Linked DNA regions of Mus musculus: all the other regions are linked to region 7. The links are chromatin contacts, called in public Hi-C, HiChIP or PLAC-seq and promoter capture Hi-C maps. All regions are on one chromosome and are shown on one strand. The core of a region is the stretch at or near the end of the contact, and the rest is flanking DNA. Distances in the headings are between cores, read along the strand shown. Region 1 has its middle 13 kb from the start of Pdk4. Region 2 overlaps Gm52887 (a long non-coding RNA gene). Region 3 holds the start of Calcr (calcitonin receptor). Region 4 has its middle 53 kb from the start of Asb4. Region 5 overlaps Pon2 (paraoxonase 2). Region 6 has its middle 20 kb from the start of Gm34470. Region 7 holds the start of Casd1 (CAS1 domain containing 1).

Region 1 (2,962 bases), core at 48-2,547, 910 kb after region 7:
AAATACTATTTAAATCAAACGTATGGTTTAAAATTGGAAGTTATTCCTTCCCCATACCACTGGGTCTGCTTCACAAGAAGGTAGATTGTTACCTCTCTTTCTGTTTGGTCTAACTTGCCTTGCTGCTCAGCCCTCCAGGCGTGGTGGAGTCAGTGGCCAGCTTGGAGAGGCTCCATGCTTCTGTCTCCTGGTCTAAGGGTCCACCTGGGCTATGAGCAGCAGCATCTGGCCTGACTCCTTTAATGATACAGAAGGACAGTCCTTAGCATGACTATAGGAGGCAAAAAATTAGAATCCATGTATTATCCTACTCTCCTCACTTGCAAAAGAGGGCAGAGAGAGCTAGCAGGAAGCATGGATGTGCTAACCCTCAGTTTGAATAGAAACCTCTGCCTCACTTGCCTGGGGTTCATAAGTTCTACTTAGAAAAAAAAAAGTAAATGTTAAAAAAAACTTTTACATTAGTCTTTTTGATATCTGATTATTAAGAATGTCTGTTTACTTAACAAAGAAAACAGGCAACAGTGTTAACTGAGTTTGAAATACACCAGTTACTGTCTACTCTGTAATTTTGTGTTTTGAGGGTACTGATGTTTTCTTACATGTAAAGACTGGGTCAGATTTGTCTGAGATAAACTAGAATATCTTTGTAACCATCCTGGCAAGACTGAAAATATTCTAGAGACACTGGTCCCCTCCTTTTGACTCTCAGACGATTGAAACCATGATCCCCAAGGAATTGGGATTTCTGCTGGAATCGGTTGGGACAAAAAAGAAGCTGAACTCCAGTGCCAGCCATAGGGATATATCTCCCAGAAAGAGATTTCGCACAGTTCTGAAGAGGTTTTTGGACCACCTGGCAGGCAAGACAGGGGCTGGCTCAAAATGAGGACCCACCCAAACTTGATTATGCTCTTATTTCTGTTTATACCCAGAGATAGACTTGGGAGGGGGTACTAGACTGCTTGACAATGTGGGCAATGGAATACGTCTTCCTCTGTTTTTCTTGTCTCTGTAATTACCCTGTTGAGGATTGTGGAGGAGCCTGGTTTGTTAGGGCTTCCAGGGCCCAGGCTCTGACCCTAACAACTCTTCTAACATCTTCAATTTTAATATCACCACACAGACATACAGTTCTTTCCTCTGCTCTAAAAATAAATTAGAGGAGCCGAAGTGCTGAGTTCAGAAAACATGTTTATAATCTTGAGTGACAAATAGGGTCTGGCTGGATTTCAACAGCCAGTGCTGGGGCCAAAGAGGACCCAGGCAGAGTACGAAAGGTCGGGGCTCTCCTGTTGCATCCTTTCTTCTGCCCTTCACACACTGGGCAGCACTATCTTGTATTTTAATGTCCAGACTCCTGAATGCATGCTGATTCGAGCATTCTTTACTTTAACAACGTGCTATTTCAAGCACAGGGATTATTTTACTTTGCCAGGGCAGCAGTAACTTGTTTCTTGTTTGAAAATAAAGGGACTTCCTGTCCCCACAGTTTTATCTGGGTTGTTTGAGAAGAAGAAAAAAAAAAAAAAGCTCGTCTTACAGAAGCCAGGCAGGTACCACCTTGCTTTCCCAAGGCAGATGAAGTAGGTGAAAGGTTAGTCGCACACCCACTCCAACAGCCCAGCCGGAACTGCCTGGCAGCTCAGTCAACATGGGGAAGTTTAGTAGGTGAAGGGTCACTCTTGTGCAGTAATAACCTTCCATGCATCAACGCCCAGGCATCTAGTTTCTGTTCGTGGAAATAGAGTTCTCTGGGGGAAAGGTTACACCAACCCTAGAATAGCCCATGACTATTCCAACAGCATCCAAGTAGGAGTCTAATGTGCCTTTTCTAAATTCTGTTGCCCAAGTGGAAAAACAGGTTGTGAAGTGCAGTAGGGGCCACCCAGTACTGACTGAGAGGAACTGAATGTCTTGCAGGCTCATATATTTATACTAGATAAATAGAATACATAACAGAAAGGGGAGAGATTCTTTTAAAAAATCTATTACTATAAAAAGAACCTGTGAGTTTTCTTACTACTAGTTCTAGACTAGAGCAGTAGCCCATCTTCAGGCCAGGCTACTAAAGACACTTCAAAACATGCTATAAACTCCCGACTTAGCAAACACTATAGCCCGTGTTCCACATTGTGAGCTGTATGGAGCAAGTGGGCCATGGTGTCTGTTTTCTAGGTCATGTATGGTGGGAAAATAAACAAGAGCAAAGTGGGAAATCATGCCTGTGATGCTGAGATTCTTAAAATTAATACTTTTCTTGCAGCTCTATGTAGACTGGTATAAAATCTCTATTCAAGAAACTAGAACAAAAGCTGTGGCCTCGAGCCCCCTCCCTTGCTTCTTGCCCTAAGACTCTGGCTATGCCGGGCGTGGTGGTGCACACTTTTAATCCCAGCACTCAGGAGGTAGAAGCAGGCAGATTTCTGAGTTCGAGCCCAGCCTGGCCTACAAAGTGAGTTCCAGGACAGCCTGTCTCGAAAAACCACAAAAAAACACACACACAAAAAAAGAGTTTGGCTATTAGATTTTTGCTTGTTTGTTTGTTGTTCACTTTGTTGTTGTTTTAATAGGCTCTAGATTTTATAGGGCAGGGAGGACTGTGTTTGGGAGGCTACCATGGCATAGTTTTGAGAGAGACCTTGCAAACAAGGTTCCATGGTTCCCAGAGTTAGATAAATTCGATCCTGCCACCCCTGAGAGATGCAGAATAGAAGGAATGAGCATGAACAACATCTCAAGATGAATATATACAAAAGACAGAGAGCTGGCTTACTCACAGCACAGACGAAACTTGCCCAATGTCAACTCCATGGAAAGAGAACAGGGTGAACTTAGATAGGTTCATGTTTGCCCGTCTTATCTGAAATCATTGGGTGGTAGACGAAATGTTCTTGACGGTGTCAAGGAGCAGGCAGCTGGATAGACTGTTATTCTGAGAGGAAAGGGTGCGAATGCTGAC
Region 2 (2,862 bases), core at 175-2,674, 710 kb after region 7:
CTGGCTTCTGCTACACTCTCAATATTGGATCTTCACCAGGACTCTTCTTGGATATCCTGTTGTTGACTTGTGTCATGCAGATCCTGTAGCTTTGGTTCTGGAGGAGTGGCCCCTTTACCTGCTCCAGCAGTTCAGAGATGGGGTAGATGTGGGGGTGGGCCAGCACCAAGTCTTGAATCTGGGCCTGGGTAGTAGCTGAGATGCTCAGCCTAACAGCTGTCCCACACCCACACCATCTGAGCCAGGTCTCCAGTACTTCTCAGAAGAGGAACAAGGCTGTCTCTTCTACTCCCACATCACCAGGGCCACCTCTACTGTGCAGCCCAGGCAAGCTGTGGGCCACTCTCCCAGTGAGGGGCAGGGCTATGGCCCCAGGAGTCAGTCCAGACCAGGAATGTCTGCATGGTCTTAGGTGGTAACATGGGCCATGGACATCGACACAGTTACCTGCTGCTGCAGGACCATGGCAGACATGGCCGTCAGTATCAGCACAGGGAAGGACCTCACCATGGCCCCCAGTGGCACTGAAGTCTACTCATATCAGCTTGTTCATCACTACCCTCAAGTCTCTGGTTCCTCCTCTCTTCATTGCACACACACTGTTCTGCCTCTCTCTCTCTCTCTCTCTCTCTCTCTCTCTCTCTCTCTCACTTACTTGCTCATCTTAGTAGCACCCGGAGCTTCTGGATGTTTTCCAAATGGTGTCACGTAGACGTCATCTCTGGAGTGCTCTGCCCCTGCATCTCACTTAAACTTCTTAATTAAATTTATTATTGCTGCTGCTGCTACTACTACTGCCACTGCTACTATATGTGTGTAAGATATGCGCTTGCATGGCAGTGTGTACTTGTACAGGTTTAACGACAGCTTTACCATATGTGAATCCTAGGTTCTAGTTCTTATATATGTGCATTTATTTAGGAGTGAGTGTGTTTAGAGGCCAGAAAACCAAAAAGAGGCCATGAAGGGAGAGGAAGGAGGTTTGTGGTAGGGGGTGGAATATATAAGAGGACACGTGTGATATTAAAATTGAGATGGTAATACTGGGGAGTAAAAAGTTGTTAGTGAAAAAAAAAAAAAAGAAAGATGTTAGTGGGATTGGGTGGGGGAAGGAGTGGCTTGGGGAAAGGGCCAACCAGCACTACTGGTATATGAGAAAGCTGTAAGTAAACCTGCTATTTTGTAAGCTAAATGTACTTGTTATAATAGTTTGTATGAAAATATGGTGTATGGAAGAAAAAAACCACTCCCAGAAGACAGTAAAAACAAGAGCACTAAAGGTGAACTTCCTCTTTGTGCAATGTTATCAGAGAGCCTCTTAAGGTCTCTAAAACAATGCAGGCTGTTGCCACAGCTAGTGGTTGCTAATAAGGCTTAGATAGTTTGGCCTGAACAGTAAAGATTTCACATGTGTTGACTTCAGGACACAAGAAGATAAGAAGTAGGGCCTAAGCTGGATAGCTTTCATAGTGCCAGAAGATATGGGCAGTAGGTAGGAGGGAGGAAAAAAAGTCACTAATAACAACAGGACACAGCTGTAGACTCTGTGTTCTGCACTACTGAGCTGCCAGCCAAGATGTGCCCACTGCTGCAATAGTAGCACGACTGTTACAGAGTTAACTGGTGGCTTAAATGATGTGTTCCTCCACAGCCTCATTTATGTGTCCCTTTGTGGGTGACACTGTTTGAGGAGGTAATAGAAACTACAGTATATGCGCGCCTGCTGGAGGAAGCATGCCACTATGGGAGGACTTTGATAGCACTCTCCCACTTGTTTGCTTTCTGCTTCCTTATGTGGTTGAGATGAGATTTCTCAGTTTTTTACACCTGAGAAAACATTACATGGTAATGGCTTTACCACCTGCCTTCTGACTGGATTTGAGGCCCACTCTGTAGTGGAACTTTAATCCAGCAGCATGGCTGCTATGGCAAGGGTTCCCATCCAAAGACCTACACCTGTGTGATCTGGCTAGATTGTAGACACACCACACACCATTAATCTCTCTGGCTGGAAAAGAGACACTCTTTTAGTACACACCTGTAATCTCTCAGAATGGAAGTAAAGTTAATTTGTAGAAGTAAACAACCATGTTTGAAAATGGTGTCTAATTGAGAGACAAAGTAACAAAGCAAAGAAAGATTTGATGGAATGAGTCAGATATAGGATACACCCAACTCTCATGACTGGAAAGGAAGGCTACTTAAGAGAGTAGAATAGAGAGAGACAGAGAGAAGGAGAGAAGAGGCAGTTAAACATGGACAGTTTTACAGAGAGGTTGCAGGTAAAGACAGAATGAACCAGAGAACGAAGCCTGAAGATTAGAACAGATTGCCAGAGTTAGTTTGAGGCTAAGCACAGCTACTCAGTGTGAAGCCGAGAGGAGCAAGATTGAATCAGTCAGCTTGGAGAGGAGTTTGAGCCAGAACAGCTAAGTTGAGCCAGCCAGCCAGAATTCAGAAAAAGCTAGACATATTTATTCAGGGTCAATTTATTCATCAGTAAGCCTTCAAGAGGATAATTACATGTGACAAATTCAAGTTACTTTTACACTGCTCAATAGGAAGAAATGCGTGCTTGGAACTCAGAAGCACTAGAGGGGTAGCCTGTATTATTGTTTTGTTAAATGGCTGTGTTGTGCCATTAAACTGTCTTGTGAATGGTTAAATCCACAGACTATTGCTGCAATCAGCCTTGGTGAGAGATTTATTTATTTATTTATTTATTTATCTATTTATTTTGGAGTGTGTGGGTACATGTTCTGGCCTCGCCTCAGGTCAAGGTGGCTTAGGAGGTGAAACACAGGGAGCTTGACTGCACTTAGCCCACACCATAGCCAGGCGGGTGCTGGGCTTTAGGGAAGC
Region 3 (3,014 bases), core at 449-2,948, 840 kb before region 7:
TTTAATATTGGTTTCAGTACCTACATGGTTAACCTATAGTTCATTTTAAACCATTTTTTTTCTCAGATACCCATGAATTTCAATAAATATCAGTGGACAGGCTCATTCAGAGTCATTTCCAACACAATGGTGGCCATGGCCACCTAAGAATCATGTTTCCTTTTTCTGATTTACAATATATTATAGATGAAGTATATAGATTTACAATAGGTCATAGATTAACATACTATTAGATTAAAGGTATCATCAAGAACTCTTAGGTAGATTCCAGAGGCAAAGCTTGCAGAATAGGCGGCCATTCTAAGTGCACTTTTTTGATTTTTGACTTTGCACCATTTTAGACCTCAAGGTAAGTGACCTCTTGACCTCTTAATTAATTAATTAATTGACCCCTAATTTACTTTATCCACCCTGTCTTAGAAAGAGCAGTAAAACAAAGGAGGCTTATTAGGAAACTATGTAAACAACAGATTTTTCTTAATAGGTGTGAAGAATGGTTGCTATGCATAAATGATTGTTGGAAATTCTGTGTAGAACATGACCAAACAAGCAACAGCATTCACCACTGTATTCCAAGACCCAGCACAACGCTGCCTAGATGCCCACATTCTTTAATTGATACCTATTAAACATCTATTAGGAAAAGCCACGACCTTAAGCCTAGAAATTGCTATACTCAGCAGTACAGGAGGCTAAAACTTTTGAGAGAAAATTCATATGAGTAATATCATAAAACACCCACAGAACCAGAGAGCTCCACAACACAAAGGTATAAACTATCACATCTTCCAATGACACTTTTTTTTCTTAAGCCATGGTAAAATGAAGCAACCGAGACTAAGCCGACCCTACAAGAACACCTCTAAACATCACAGTCAAACTACAATTTTGCAATAAAAAAAATCCACAAAGTATCAGCCAGTCAAACTACAATTTTGCAATAAAAAATTCACAAAGTATCAACCAGTCAAATTACAATTTTGCAATTAAAAAAACCCACAATGTATCAACCAGTCAAACTACAATTTTGCAATAAAAAAAATCCACAAAGTATCAGCCAGTCAAACTACAATTTTGCAATAAAAAATTCACAAAGTATCAACCAGTCAAGTCACAATTTTGCAATTAAAAAAATCCACAATGTATCAACCAGTCAAACTACAATTTTGCAATATAAAAAAAAATCCACAAAGTATCATTCTCACTATCATCTTTCCTGGGACACTCCACATCTTTAATTCCAATCATTCCCTCCAAAAAAGAAAAAAGAAAGGGGGAAAAAACCCCTTCTTCTTACCAGGAATTCTCTTGCTGGATGTCTGGGCACAGCTCAGGTGTTCTCAGGAACGCAGACTTCACTGGGCATCTGCAGGCAGGGGATGCCAACGGCAGGGTGAGGCGCAGAAGTAAGCACCTCTCCAACCAAGAGTTGTCTGCAAGCCAGCCAGGTGCAGTCCGCCCAGAGTCTTGGGCGGCTGGCTCTCCTAGTTTAAAGTGAGAGCAAACTGAATTAGTCCTAAGCACTCCTTCTTGTCCACCTTCCAATTTCCAGACCTTTAAGCCTCCTTTATGGGGTAGGTTTAAAGCCCAAGACTGCAAAGCAAAATAGGCTCCAGGCAAGGTCCTTTTCCCGGTTGCTCTGCTCCCCAAAGCGCGGGAGCCTCACCTTAGCAGTGCCTGCCGCTGCTCGCTCCGAGATGAAGCTGTGCGCAAACTTCTCCGACTTAAGTCCTTTTCGGTGCGCGCGTCACCCGCTCCCTCCTCCCTACGCGCTGCGGCCAAGGGGGGTGGTGGGGGGAGCGGACGATCTCAGAGCCGGCCCCGCCCGGACCCTCCCTGCGCGTCAGCCCCTTCAGCCCTCGGAGGGAGGGGCTAGCAGCCGCTCCGTGCTCCTCCGGACCCCAAGCCCCAGCGGGAGAGGGTCTGCACTCGCTGCCGCTGCTCCACACCCCAAGAGTCCCCACACCCCAGCGCTCGGAGCTCCAGGAAGCGGGAGAGGGTCCCCAGTTAGACCTTGAGTAGGGAGGGAGTTGGGTGGTCGACAGATTGGGCTCAGTGATCGTAACCCGTCCCTGGAGGCAGCTTTCTGAGAGTCCAACCCCTTCCCTGGAGGATGAAAATTCCGTAGGGAGGTGAGTTTCCCAAAGAACCCTACCCCAAAGAGAGTGGTCCCTGGCTCCAAACGTGGTCACTCAGGTGACCGCACCAGGGACCCGATGGAGAGTGGAATCTGTAGTGGGGCGCGGCAGTAAAATTAGGGTGGGAGCGTGAGAAAACAGCTGACCAAGACCTGGAGTGCTGAGTAAGGACCCCGGAGGCAGAGGGTAAGAAAAACCAGAGGGTCCAGCAAGCCCTGGACCCCTTTGGATTTGGGCAGGTGCAACCTAAGGTGCAGGTTGGATTTGGGGGGACATTGCCCTCCACAAAAGAGGTTGTTGCTGGTTTATTATCTTAGGGTGAATGACCGAAGTGAGCACAGCTAGAAAAGAGTAGTCTGAGGTACCTACCTGACTTGGTGTTGAGGACAATTCCCCTTCTCCACTGAAAGCCAGCAGGAGCCCGGGACAATCTGATTCCAGGCGGGCGCAGTCTGGGCTGGCAGGCGCACCCTGGGAGGAAAGCAAGTTGCTTCCAAGGACGGGCTATCCTCCACCTCCTATCCGGAGCTGGGTGCAGCCAGGCATCAGCGGGCACTTCTTTTCCTGACTGTTCAAGCAAAAGCCAGGAAAAGCAGTTACCTGTGTATCCCGGGAATGCAAAGTGGCTGTAGCCCTCGAGGTGACTAACACACCAGAAAAAAAAAGTAGTAATAATAGAATGGGGAAGCGTCAGAGAGCAAGACAAAATACTTTCCTAGGCACTCAGAGGTTGAGTTTGGGTAGTTCTGGGTGACAGATTCAGGTGTCTTGTGAAAGGGGCTGCAGTTCTCCTTGTTCATCCATCCTTGGATCCCTTGCCCCTGAAGTCAGTGACTTCAGGCAAAGGTGTATGTGCTTCTGTCCTAATTTGAACCC
Region 4 (2,777 bases), core at 60-2,559, 840 kb after region 7:
GACACTTGATACCAAGTCTTGTGACTGAAGGAATGGTGTGTCGTTTGTCATTGCTGGTTATTTGAAAACGATGAGCATGTGCTCACAGAGGCCTCAGCTAAGTGCTGCTGGCAGAGTCACCATGAAACAGTTCATAAACTGAACCCTTACTTCACGCTTGAGGAGACAAGAACTGCAGAGTTCCACGACTTTTTTTTAAATTTATTTATTTATTATATGTAAGTACACTGTAGCTGTCTTCAGATGCGCCAGAAGAGGGCATCAGATTGTGAACCACCATGTGGTTGCTGGGATTTGAACTCAGGACCTTTGGAAGAGTAGTCAGTGCTCTTAACCGCTGAGCCATCTCTCCAGCCCCAAGTTCCACGACTTTATCAAGATCATGGCGTCATACTGTCGAATGTGCTGATCATGTCTGGAATTCCCACATCTATTGTTTTCCATTTTTTGTCTTTAGTTATTAGTAGCTTGATGAATCAAACACAGGGATCATCATTAATTCTCTTACTTCAGTTTGGGGGGGGGCTATAAATACAGAGATCTAGTGACGCTGACTGAACAGACAATTTGATTTATTTGTACTCCAACCCTACGAATACTACAGTTTTCATCATCTAGATGATGAAACTGTAGCACAGACAAATCATGTCATTGTCCAGTGTCACACAGCTAATTAGAAGTGTAGATAGGATACAAGCTTAATTACAAACAAACAATGTCTGCTCATGTTCTGTGTTGTTACACACACAAACACTCATATACATATGTACAGATACATATGCACATATTTAAACATATACATCTCTCATGTCATAACTAACTGTGGTCCTCTTAAATTTGAGAGGTTTATGGATCAGGAGGGAGAATTCCAGTAGAGCTATGACACAGGAGAAAACTGCACGGCAGGAGAGGGCTTACAGGAAGACTGCAGTCAGTCAGCACAGGGCAAGACCTTGAAAGAAAAATCCACAAGGAGTCACCGGATAACTTGCTAGCGGCATATACTGGGAGGTGGAGAAACGATCAACTTTGAGAAAGAAAGTTCTGGCCCGTCTTGTTTATAAGAACTGGTGTGTGGCAAGGAAATCTGGTCTCTGATTTAGATACCCTACAATACTTAGATTACTGTTTTTAAGGTCAGAATCCAGAAAGAGAAGCTAGGTTGTTTACCACTTTTCTATTCACAGGGAGTGAGCCCTCTGAGGCCCAGCAGGGACCCCTCACGCTAGCTGATTAAGCCTCCTCTACTGGGATTTCACCTTCCAGATAAGGGAGAGTGAGACGCTGAGTCGCTGAGTCATTGTCGCCTACTCGCTGGCTTTGGCGGACTGGTGTTAATCTGTGTTATTTTAGCTCCCACAGGGTGAGTAATGTGGCCAGCCAGAGGAGCTCATGGGGGGAGGGGGGGGCGGCGGGAGGGGAGCAGGGGAGCAGAAACAGGTGCGAGACCATCTCTTTGCAAGTGAGTATTTTTGAATCAGGATTTACTGGAACAGTTAGGCTCCCTTAAACTTTATTTTGGCCTCAATTGAATGAGTGTCACAACCATACCAACAATGTGCCTTGGACACGGTGTTGGGTGGAACTTGCCGATCAAGTCTGAGACCTCCTGACACTCCAGACAAGAAATAATTTGTTACAAGGAACAACTTCATTTGGTGGTTGCACAAGCAAACATGTTTTTAAGTTCTTTAGGCACCCGGCAGGGAACATGTCGTTCTGTCTGGGAAGTAGCCAGAAAAGTATGAGAGAGTTAGAGCAATGCCAAGAACAAACAGCCAGGCTGCTTTCTGCTCAAACAGGGACACTGTGTGGTGCTGGACGGCCTATCCGTCTTTTCTCCTCCCTCCCATACTGTGTACATTGCTCTTCTGCTCTTCTCAATCCTTGGCTCGTTTTAAAATTATTACTAGAGGCCAGTATCACCCCAGGCAAGTGCAATCTTGCTATCCAGCCATATGTCAACAGGTTCTTGCTTCTTTCATGTAGTTTGTGTTTCCGGAACTCATACCATGAAGCTTTAGGGTGGAGCCAGGAGAGATCAGCTGTCACTTCTCCCTCCCTCCCATCCTTGCCACAGATTGAAAATAAAGAGTCTCAGAAGTCAAGCCCCCATTCTCTCTTTGTTCTCGCTATGGCAAAGAAGCTTACGGACCCTTGGAATTCAGCTAGTACCACCGAAGTTAGAGAAAACTTGGCTTTGACTCCAGAGCCTGCACACGCCTCCACCCTTTCCTGAGTCTTCCGCTTTCCCAGTGTATCACCTTGATTCAGCTACAAACCCAAGTTTATCCATGGTGATCCCTTTACAACAGTGCCAGTAAAAAACCAGCACTATTTCTGTTTACTTTAAAAAGAAATATTTGCAAAGTGAGCTTTTTCAGACATTCCTTATGTTTATATGAGGCATAGTTTCTTGTTTCAAAGTTGTTAAACTGACTTTCTAAGTCTCGGTCCCTTTTATTAGTTTTGAGACTTCCGATAACCAAGAAGTATCTATAAGGTGTCAGCCACCGAATTCTAAAAATCCTTATTATTCCCATCCATTCTCGTATTCATCCATCCAACAATCCATCCTTCCGTCTGTCTATCCATCTGCCCATCCATCCATTCACCCACCATATTCTGTGTGCTTAGTGCCTAAGTGTGAATACTACCTTTTATATGGTAGAAGAATAGTGTAAAAAAATCTATTGCAATTATGTGATGAAAATCGACGTATATACATATATACTTACCACTTACCAAATAGCTGAAAATAGAAAAGTTTAGGAGAG
Region 5 (3,089 bases), core at 438-2,937, 670 kb after region 7:
AGATGCAGATGGCAGAATCATCCACACAAAGACCACAGTGGCTAGAGTTCAAAAGATGGAGGTGGGCTGAAAGCAAGCTGCAACAAACACAGCATATTAGAGGTGGAGAAAATAGAGCTTTGACTGGACCAGCTGGAGATGGTTTGAATGATCTATATTAGTTTTCTGTACTAAAATGGTGAAGACAGATTTTTTTAATCACAAAATGAGAACGCTTGATTTGTCAAAGAATGTCAAATTCACAGCCCATTATAATTGTGGTAGTTTAACTTGTTCAATGCAGTAATGCTGGAAAACAACCCCCAAATTAAAAACCCTTTCTTCTAAGTTGTGATTGTACACATAAAAATAAGGAGAGAACTTTTGGTAAACAATTGGGCAACATATATTGGCTAATATGAAAAGGATGCACATGAGGCCTGTGCATAGGCGTCATTCTATAGAATTCTTACACAAGTATTCAAACAATTGAGATTCACAGTGAAGTAACTGGTATTTTTCCTGTGTGAGTCCAAAGTGTAACCATGATGCTTTAATGGTGTCTTCAAGAATTCTTATTTTAAAGTAGTAACGGGATGTATTGTGGTGGTACACGAGAAGCATGAAATGGTTTTTGGACAGACAATAAATAAGCAAGTTACATAGCCATCAACAGAGAAATGGTTAAGTCAGTTTAGAATCATCCTTATAGAACGACATTAATAATTTTAAATTTTGTATTGAAGGAGGAATTTTAAAACCTGGAATATTTCTTTTTTGTCTTATATTTAAAACATCAAATCATTCGATTATAGTGTTACTTAATATGCAAACTATATTGTTATATATAAAATTAAAATTGGTATAGTAAAACCAAAGGGATTTGGCTTTGGGGGACAATTTATTTAAAAGTAGAGCTACCAAGGGAAGGGCTGTATACTTTTTATCAGGTGAAATATTGATCCCGTTGGCGGAATCGAATCCTTCTGCCACCAGTTTAACTTCTTCTGGACTGTAGTAAACAACATTTGCCCAGTGTAGGTTCAAGTATGTCTCCAAATACTTCAAGAAAGGGTCGGAGAAGTAGTGGTCATTGGTGGCGTAGAAGTGGGTGGGCCCAACAGCTATGATGTCATTCACACTACAAGAGAAAAAAAAAATACCATGGGAGAGGAAATCCAAGCCTATGGTCCCCATGTAGAAGATTAGATGAATGTTCACAAGCTTTCCACAGCAGGGATTTGAAATTTGGGGAAGTTTTCAACCCCCTACCCCAAGAAAAAGGAAGCTATGATGACTCAGAACCAGAGGCAATGTACTATGATGGCAACTGGAAGAGAACAGTTACACACAGTACCACGGAACTAGAGGGCAGAGCCTTTGGCAGGATCCTTTATGGAAGGGAAGAGATCTAGCCAGGTGCAGTGACACACATGTAATTCTATAACATGGGAAGTAGAGGAACTTGAGTTTAAGCTCAACCAGGCTTCACAATGAGGCCTTGTCTCGATAAATAAATAAGTTAATGAATAAATAAATTTATATTTAATTTTTTCTTTATTAATACCTTTTTTTTTTTTTGGCTCAGGGTCTCCTATAGGGTAGGGTAGGCTGGCTCTCCTGGCCACTCTACCACCCAAGTCCTGGTGTTCCTTGTGTGTGCCATCATGCCCAGCTAAATGCATGATTTCTGACACCGCATTCTGGGCTTCAACAGCTACCTATAAAGAGGGAGCTGTTGGCCTAGGCCTGACTGTCATTAGGCTGTCAGTCACATCTATCCCTACCTCATTTATTCTGCAGCTGGACTTTCCTGAGGCCCCTTGCTTAGTCATTAGTCAAACGAAGGTTGACTGTTCAATTTCTACCTGCCTCACAAAGCTGCCAAGCTGGGAACGAACAAGCATCCAATAAACACTCGCAGAGAGACAGATGATGAAATGGTCAGAGACCAGCGCTCCAAGTGAGAGGCTGATATGCTAAAAACAATTACCGTTTCTTGCCGGTTATGCAAAGGTGTTATTAAATTGAAATTTCAATTATCTTATGCAAAAATTTCTGAAAGAGATGCTTTCTTCTCTGTCAAATGAAAAAATCCAGAGCTACAAGGGAGGCATTTTCTTTCTCTTTCTTTCTTTCTTTTTTTTTTTTTTCTGAAAAAGCTCCCAATTTAGAAACTGCCTGATTGGTATTCATGCTCCTATTTATTATGAAGTGCATTTGGGGAAAGAATGATTGGACATTACATGCTTATAACCTAGATAGGGAAGTAAAGATTAAAAAATATCTATCAAGTTCAAGCAGGAGGATAGTGCAAGCTGGGCTGCGGGGGGGTGGGGTGGGGGGGGGTGGATCCGTGAGTTTCCAGTGGTTATAGACTCCCTAGTCTTGCTATTTTTCTAGTAGCAGTCCCCTTCCAATGAGGATGCTCAATTCTGCAGGGATACTGACCCCCAGCTATCATGCGTGTGCTTTGTATAAAGCATGTAAGCTTCCCAGAAGACAAGCTGCTCCTCCGAGAAAGGCCAGTATTTGACTGCTAAGTTATCTGAGATGAGGGTGACAGCCATGAAAAAATTGTAGGGTTTATCAAACCGGGCCTGGGGAGTGTTACCCTGAAGTCTGGCGTTTCATCATTTCTCAAGAAAGTTTGCTCAGGACACTAATCATTATAAAGAGTGGCATCATTCTGGTCTACAGGGAAACCACACACACACACACACACACACACACACGCGCGCGCGCGCGAGAGAGAGAGAGAGAGAGAGAGAGAGAGAGAGAATGTTGAGTGTCCTTTATCAAAAAATCCTTAGGAGATTAGAAGTGTTTTTGGTGTTTGCAAAAACAATGAGATCTCTCGTGTAGATGAGGCTCAAATATAAACATAACATTCCTTTACATATCACATACATCTTGATTCTTACAAAATTAGTACTGCCTGTATACCATGGTGTGTGACCATCCACTGGTGCACATTCAGCCTATTAGAGACTATCCCCTGAAGTAAAACTACACTTCCACGTCCATCAGTGACCAACTGCCAACAGATTCTCAGCAAGGTGTGGGGTATCTTGAATCCCTTCCTATCCAGGCTGCAATGTTGACCTGTT
Region 6 (3,071 bases), core at 115-2,614, 980 kb after region 7:
CACATCATTTTCTGTCCAACTGATTGAAAAGGGATGGTACATTGAAGCTTTGTTGGGTTTCAATGCATTGATTTTTTTCTGCTACCTATTTTTCTTGGGTTTGAAAGGTACTTAAGAGTCTATTTCAAGTTGCCTGCAGACTTCTTTTCTCGTGTTTCTTAAAACTATTTGTGATTAAATCACCCACATTGTCTTCAAGGCTCTAATGACCTTCTTCCGGCTGTACTCTATTTTTTCTTTACAATATTCTGTTTATCACATCTTTATTTTCCACTACACTGCTTGATTTTGGTTTCCCTGTCAGTTTTTCTGCTTTTCTTTTCTTTTTCTTTTCTTTTTTTTGATCCTCTGTTCAGTCTGGTATTCATTGCCCTATGTACTTGTTCGGCCTCTGGGACTTTCAGGGCATCTTCTAGGTCAAATGTTATGCCAGTCAAAGACAAGTTCCTGAATTTAAAGACATCACAGCCTGAAGTGATGATAGAGTACCCCAAGTTATTAATGATAGCATGTGGCATCATGAGCAAGCGTGGATTAATGCCACTCATATTGTGCAGGCATTGCTATTGAAATGCCAAACATTAGTTATGAGATAAGAGTGGTAGCTTAGATGATAGCATGATGAAAGTTAGCCTTTGAGGAAACCATGTGTAAAAAGAGGACTCTTAGGTTGTATTAAAGAGAGAAGCAGAGGTGCAGAGATGTCTGATAGGATGATGGTTGGTGCTTGATGGACAGCAGTGTTTCTGAAAGTGCCATAAATGGTCTGATGACATTGGGTCCATATTCTTGAAGCCTTAAAATTGAACTCCCACAAAATTGAACTGGATTTTCGGGAAATCATTAAAACTGTCTTGGACCAACACTCCTAGATTCAGTTTGTCTCTCCAGAGGTTTAGAAAGTCTTGCATAGAGAGAAGGGGGTTTCAGCTGTCCTGGTTTGATTGACTTACCCAACAAGACTGAAGATGGCATATAAGGACTTCAGTAGCAGAGGTTGTTTTTGTTGCTGTTATGTTACATGGTGTGTGAGTTTCCTACCACAAAAGTTGTCAGCTCTCTACTGGCATGTCCGGGGCAAAGGAGAGAACCCAGTCTGGCTGAGTCTCTTGGGGCTGAGATTCACCAGGCCAGCTGGGAGTCCTCAAAGCAGGAACTCATTTTATTGTATTAGTCTTTTGTTTATATAGGGTTGAGGAAGAAGGTGGGGATTTTTGCTGAGGTGAGATGGCATAGGGGTCAGGGAAGGGTGACAGAAGGTATGGGGTGAGATGACCAGGGGTGTGGGGTTATCTCATGGGGCCTATAAGAAATGGACACATCAGGGGTAGCTAGACAGAGGCAGGCTTAAGCAGGAAGTGCTGAGTCACTCCAGTACGGAAGTGAACAAGACAGGTCTCTAAACTCAAGCAAAGGCTTAGCCTTCCTCACTAGTACTTGGCCTCAGTTTCTGGCCGAATAAGGCCTAACAAGAAATGAATGTCAACATTTTTATGTGCCTAAAGTTTGGAAATCTCTACCCAAACTCCAAACCCTCAGCTCACATGACCACCTCAGCAGTTAAGCTGCTTTTCTTGACTCTCTGACTGCAAAGCCTCTTCCTCCAACAGCCTTCTCAGCATTCAGAAATGAAATAACATGCTCTAAACCACCAAACATCCAAACCATTCTCAAAAGATGTGGCATAAAAAATGCACTCACTTGGGAAAACAAATGTCTGTGGTTTTGTACTTTCTCTTCCTATTTTGTTTTCTATTCTTTTTTATCAACTAATTTTTAATTTTTTTCATTAATTTATTTATTGATTTTACGTTCCAATTACAGCACCCCCCTCCTTCCGGTCTCCTTTACACAGTCCTATTCCCTTCTCCTCTAGGGTGAGCCCACCTCCACCCCAGGTATTCGTCTACCCTAGCATATCAAGTCACTGCAGGACTAAGCACATTCTCTCACACTGAGTCCAGACAAGGCAGTCCAGCTAGAGGGACAGGATCCATGGGCAGACAACAAATTCAGGGACATTCTCACACCCTTTGCTCCAGTTGTTGGGGGACCTGCATGAAGACCAAGCTGTACATCTGCTACATATGTGTGGGGCTTGGGAAGCTAGGTCCAGCTCAAGCTTGCTTGTTGATTGGTGGTTTAGTTTCTAGGTGTCCCCAAGGGTCCAGGTTATCACCTCACTTTCTAAAGGGATTATTAATGGTTCCATAGTATGCAGTCTTTCTATTTGACACTATAACGCTACTCACCAGCCAGGCACTTGTCATTCAACCGACCAGATTTCCTAGGTTTTTTTGGCAGTTAGCTCTGATTGCACCTTGATTGTGATTGGTGAGAGGCTAGTAGGAGAGTCATGGAGCTTACTAAAGGGACAGTGCTTGATGGTCTTGTTTTCTGTTTCCTTCATCATGGTAGAACATCGATGAGAAAGCTCAAGTTCTAGAAGCTGACGTACCATGGTATGAATTTGAGATATGAACTACTCATAAGGTGGGAATGAGAGAGCAGCCTCTGGTCAATACAATAATGGAATGGCATTCCAGAGCAAGAGACTGTGCCAAGATTTGTTAGACCTGAAGAAGAAATGTTTCTCCTGTTTAAGCAGTACTATTGCAAGCTTTAGTGCCAGAATCCTAAGCAATACTCCATAGTACTCTGCGAATCCCCTTTCATGGCTACTTCCTGGTGACGTTCAAGTTACCCGTGATACTGGTACTCTTCACGGCACACAGCACCATTGGCCACTTCTCCTATTAAAGCACTCCCTCCTCGGGATGTTCATGAAGAGCCCTATAGAATGGCATCAGGAAAGGAAATTCAGGATATCCCACACAGAGGCCAAGCACGGCATCAGTAACTACTTGCAGCCCGTGGCATTGCATGGCCTGACCTTTTATATCCAAAGGTTCTTCTGTCCTTATTTATCCCTTGCATCAGAGTTCTAAGGCTGGGTAACTGAGAAATGCAGGGTCCTGAGCCTCAGTGCCCGTGAATCTTACGTCCTTCTCAGAGATAGTGTGTTGACACGTCTGATCTTTATTAGCTCCCCAGAAACCCAGACATAGGAT
Region 7 (3,123 bases), core at 581-3,080:
AGAGAGGCAGAGAGGCAGAGAGGGAGAGAGGGAGAGAGGGAGGGGGAGGGGAGGGGGAGGGGGGAAGAGGGCCGGAGAGGGAGAGAGAGAAAGAGGAGAGTCCTTTGGATTTAACAAGAAATACCCATACCACCAGCAAAGAACCATTCAGTTCTTCAGGACAGAATGGGAACCAAGCAAGTGAAAATTTCAAGTAGCTACTCCTTCTAAAAGAAACAAAGAAGCAAATAACTTGGAACACAGAATCTAGTGGTGGTTTTAATTAAAAAGGGACATTTATCAGTGGAAAGGCATCAGCTAAGAGAGGGACCATTTATAGATGCCACAGGAAAGGGCCATCTTATGTGGAGATATCTACCAGGAAAAGCAGAAATAGGTAGAGGGGTTAACTTTAACACAGAGGAAAGGACAAAGGGGTTCCCAGATTTTCCCAGTATCTCAGAAAGCCTTCTGGGAAGCACAACTAAGTACAACGTCAGGTTTCTTTATTTTTGGCTAGCATTAGGCCAACCCTGGGGGTTAGCTCTGGTTATTGAAGGTGGATCAGAAATTCTAATTTGGTGTTGATGACATCATAGTATGTGTCTAGGATGTGATTGGCAGGCCACATATTGTTAGCCCAGTTATCTGGTTGTTGTCGTATCTGATTCAATTCTGCCAGCATGTGATCAGCCTCAGATCAGAAGAAAGAGCCAAAATTAAGCGACCACTTGCAGGGAACAGTGCCTAAGTGTTTGTACACTTATTTAACTTTATTGCTTATTAGCATTATATCTATGACAGTGATGTATGTGATTTCATTTAAGCGACAAGAATCTTTCATCATCATATGATGATTGTGGCTGGAAACATAATTTTAAAAATCCTTCAGTGGAGAGGATGGGAGTGACTCGACAGGATCTCTAAGTCCCTTTTCTCTAACATTCGAGAATGTTGAGAAGGGTCTGGAAGCACAAGGTTGGGGTTGGCTAAAAGTTGTAAAGAAGACTTGCCAACACCTCCAACTCAACAATGACTTACTTGTTCTAACCACAACATGCAAATAGCCATTCTTGTCTACAAGGCAACTCAAGACCAAGGGTATGAATAAGAATGCTTTTCAAAGGACACACAGAGTGCTGGGTCTATTGATAATCACAAAACATTAACCAAGTTTAAGGATTGCCACAGGCAACCAATCTGCTACCCTGGCCAACCTTAGTGTCAACAAAGATATTGTGTAAACATAAAGGAGAAAGGGGCTCTTATACTGACATCCACACCAACTTAGACACACTGTACAGGATGCATCTACACCCACTGCAACTGGACAAACAGCACATTGGGCAGTTGAGTATTAAACGGTGAACATGGGCCTTACACTTGAGTTGGGTGTTCGGATTTACAGCCACCCCAACACCTGGCCAGCATCTTAGGTGCAGAGGAACTTGCCAGACAGGTCGTGGGTGGCCTGCCGTTAAGGCCCCACGACCGTGGGAGAGCAGAGAGTAGAAAGTCCAGAAAGGGTGTGATGGGGGAAGCAGGGAGTGTACTTTTTTTTCCCGGAACAGTAGTTCTATTGCCCTAACCTGGGCTCAGGTAGCTGCCAGTCCACTTGGGCATAGCCCCGGAGCTGACATCTGGGCCGGGCTGCAGGCCCTGGCCCTCTGCCCCCCCAACACCCATACAGTCACCATGCCTGTGCAGCCGTCGCCGCCCGCTGCCGCCAGTGACCCGGTGACCCCGGAGGCCCGTCTGGGCCCGGTGACCCCGGAGCCCCGGGCATCCGGACCCCCGTCACAGGCGCAGCCGCTATTAAGGCAGGAGGCTACCAGGGAGGAGGAAGGGGAGGAGACAGGCGGCCAGGGCGCCTGGGGCACCGGCACGGCTGAGCAACGGCGGCGGGGTTGGGGGGAGGCCGACGAGGGCACGGGGAAGGCCGGCGGCACGGAGGCCGCAGGCTCGGACCCCTCGGCCCGCGGTTCGGGCGACGGGCAAGGGAGCTGGCGGCCGCTTCTCGGCTGGCTACGGCGCCCGCCGCCCCAGTGCTGCCCCTGCGCGGCGCCCCTTCCCCGCTCCGCCGCGCACTGTTGTCATGGAGGAACCAAGATGGCGGCTCTGGCCTACAACCTGGGCAAGCGGGAGATCAACCACTACTTCAGCGTGAGGAGCGCCAAGGTGCTGGCGCTGGTGGCCGTGCTGCTGCTCGCAGCGTGCCACCTCGCGTCCCGCCGCTACCGAGGTGAGCCGGCCCTCCCCCCGGCCCGGGCCGGCTCGGCCCGGGGGGAGGCGGCGCCGCGGCCCCGAGCGCGGGAGGCCGCCCCCCGCCGCAGCACGCCCACGCGCCGGCGGCCTCCCGCGGCCCCGCGGCGCCCCACGTGCCCGGGCCGACCCCTGCGGGCCCCTGCCCCCAGCCTCCCGCTCTCGGGGCCACCTCCTGCTGGAGCGGGGCTCCGGAGGCGCGCCCGGCCCCGCGCCCCGGTGCAGGAGGTCGAACCAGGGGCCCCCGGGGGCAGCCCTGGCGGCACCGCCTCCCGGATGCTGGGGTCGCACACGGTGCGCCCGTGGGGTCTGCCTCCTGCCCTGCCACTTCAGGGCCCAACGGTTGGACAGCGGCTTGGGCCGCCCTGCTTACTTTTGCCAAAAGGGCCAGTGTGGCTAAAGATGCCCATGGCCCACCTCCCTCCCGTGGAGGAGGTGCCACCAGCCTTTCAAACACTTTTCAAGAGTTTGGGTTGCACAGTTTTTGTTTTTGTTTTTACAAATAAAGACACTGAGGCAGGATTTTGGTTTTTGTTTGTTTCTTAAAGGAGTTAAGGAGTTGACCGGACTAGACGTGAGCGGGCGAAGCAAATAGTTAAGCCTTTTGAAAGCTGGCCTTCAATATGGGTTTACATACTGGTGGAAAGCTGGAAAGGAACCAATGAACTCTTCTCAGAAGGAATTATCCTTCAGTTGTCAAGGGATATTTGCTTGTTTTTTTGATTGATTTTTTTTCCCCTTTCCTTACGATAAATGCCACCAGGACAGTCACTGACAGTAGGAGGGAAATTATAATGATAGGATCTTTTGGTTTTGACCTTTGGTATCCTAAAAGTCATTATATGGACAGCTCTTGGTGACTGTGAGATAATTAGACAAATG

What was found. Promoter capture Hi-C pulls out the DNA fragments that hold promoters and counts their contacts. Hi-C and Micro-C count contacts between places; a contact is called where the count stands out from the background. HiChIP or PLAC-seq counts read pairs in DNA pulled down with a chosen protein or histone mark.
Region 1: an H3K27ac HiChIP or PLAC-seq map of the NIH/3T3 cell line shows a contact between it and region 7, with 6 times the contacts expected there. The contact joins the enhancer-like site here to the promoter of Casd1 in region 7. A contact is called at or near these places in 8 of 39 promoter capture datasets (the 3T3-L1 cell line, 3T3-L1-derived adipocytes, embryonic stem cells and 3 more) and 1 of 115 datasets of contacts at active chromatin or transcription factors (the NIH/3T3 cell line).
Region 2: a Hi-C map of B cells shows a contact between it and region 7, with 7 read pairs. The contact joins the enhancer-like site here to the promoter of Casd1 in region 7. A contact is called at or near these places in 3 of 484 Hi-C or Micro-C datasets (B cells, the Ba/F3 cell line and CD8 T cells), 4 of 115 datasets of contacts at active chromatin or transcription factors (bone marrow-derived macrophages, embryonic stem cells, extraembryonic endoderm stem cells and 1 more) and 1 of 9 other capture datasets (liver).
Region 3: a contact with region 7 is called in a promoter capture Hi-C map of embryonic stem cells, with 2.6 times the contacts expected there. The contact joins the promoter of Calcr here to the promoter of Casd1 in region 7. A contact is called at or near these places in 2 of 39 promoter capture datasets (embryonic stem cells and hippocampal neurons) and 1 of 115 datasets of contacts at active chromatin or transcription factors (forebrain).
Region 4: a promoter capture Hi-C map of 3T3-L1-derived adipocytes shows a contact between it and region 7, with 4 times the contacts expected there. The contact joins the enhancer-like site here to the promoter of Casd1 in region 7. A contact is called at or near these places in 4 of 39 promoter capture datasets (the 3T3-L1 cell line, 3T3-L1-derived adipocytes, embryonic stem cells and 1 more), 2 of 115 datasets of contacts at active chromatin or transcription factors (bone marrow-derived macrophages and stem cell-derived neural progenitor cells) and 1 of 9 other capture datasets (embryonic stem cells).
Region 5: an H3K4me3 HiChIP or PLAC-seq map of bone marrow-derived macrophages shows a contact between it and region 7, with 3 times the contacts expected there. The contact joins the enhancer-like site here to the promoter of Casd1 in region 7. A contact is called at or near these places in 14 of 39 promoter capture datasets (the 3T3-L1 cell line, 3T3-L1-derived adipocytes, the C10 cell line and 8 more), 1 of 484 Hi-C or Micro-C datasets (pre-megakaryocyte-erythroid progenitors) and 5 of 115 datasets of contacts at active chromatin or transcription factors (bone marrow-derived macrophages, embryonic stem cells, extraembryonic endoderm stem cells and 1 more).
Region 6: a contact with region 7 is called in a promoter capture Hi-C map of 3T3-L1-derived adipocytes, with 6 times the contacts expected there. The contact joins the enhancer-like site here to the promoter of Casd1 in region 7. A contact is called at or near these places in 14 of 39 promoter capture datasets (the 3T3-L1 cell line, 3T3-L1-derived adipocytes, the C10 cell line and 6 more), 6 of 115 datasets of contacts at active chromatin or transcription factors (astrocytes, embryonic basal ganglia, embryonic stem cells and 1 more) and 1 of 9 other capture datasets (embryonic stem cells).

Annotation. Positions count from the first base shown.
Region 1 is chr6:5,508,239-5,511,200 of GRCm38.p6, forward strand. No RefSeq gene overlaps it. Among named protein-coding and RNA genes, the nearest start is that of Pdk4, 13 kb to the left of the region's middle. Within about 2 kb of position 1,298, at least 106 of the 459 cell types and tissues checked have an H3K27ac peak or open chromatin away from gene starts, as enhancers often do. A contact at or near this core is called in 3T3-L1-derived adipocytes, the NIH/3T3 cell line and liver, where this site is marked.
Region 2 is chr6:5,313,842-5,316,703 of GRCm38.p6, forward strand. All of the region lies in intron 2 of Gm52887 (a long non-coding RNA gene), which reads left to right. Among named protein-coding and RNA genes, the nearest start is that of Gm52887, 15 kb to the left of the region's middle. Within about 2 kb of position 1,425, at least 44 of the 459 cell types and tissues checked have an H3K27ac peak or open chromatin away from gene starts, as enhancers often do. A contact at or near this core is called in B cells and pro-B cells, where this site is marked.
Region 3 is chr6:3,761,925-3,764,938 of GRCm38.p6, forward strand. Calcr (calcitonin receptor) reads right to left here and starts at 1,699. Exons shown (of 16, transcript NM_001377018.1): 1 at 1,667-1,699; 2 at 1,298-1,484. Gm33576 (a long non-coding RNA gene) reads left to right here and starts at 1,875. Exons shown (of 4, transcript XR_377297.1): 1 at 1,875-2,132.
Region 4 is chr6:5,441,587-5,444,363 of GRCm38.p6, forward strand. No RefSeq gene overlaps it. Among named protein-coding and RNA genes, the nearest start is that of Asb4, 53 kb to the left of the region's middle. Within about 2 kb of position 1,310, at least 173 of the 459 cell types and tissues checked have an H3K27ac peak or open chromatin away from gene starts, as enhancers often do. A contact at or near this core is called in 3T3-L1-derived adipocytes, embryonic stem cells and liver, where this site is marked.
Region 5 is chr6:5,268,059-5,271,147 of GRCm38.p6, forward strand. It overlaps Pon2 (paraoxonase 2), which reads right to left. Exons shown (of 9, transcript NM_183308.3): 6 at 920-1,120. Among named protein-coding and RNA genes, the nearest start is that of Pon3, 13 kb to the left of the region's middle. Within about 2 kb of position 1,688, at least 5 of the 459 cell types and tissues checked have an H3K27ac peak or open chromatin away from gene starts, as enhancers often do. A contact at or near this core is called in bone marrow-derived macrophages, where this site is marked.
Region 6 is chr6:5,581,802-5,584,872 of GRCm38.p6, forward strand. No RefSeq gene overlaps it. Among named protein-coding and RNA genes, the nearest start is that of Gm34470, 20 kb to the left of the region's middle. Within about 2 kb of position 1,365, at least 46 of the 459 cell types and tissues checked have an H3K27ac peak or open chromatin away from gene starts, as enhancers often do. A contact at or near this core is called in 3T3-L1-derived adipocytes, where this site is marked.
Region 7 is chr6:4,599,081-4,602,203 of GRCm38.p6, forward strand. It overlaps Casd1 (CAS1 domain containing 1), which reads left to right and starts at 1,831. Exons shown (of 18, transcript NM_145398.4): 1 at 1,831-2,221. The coding sequence starts at 2,089.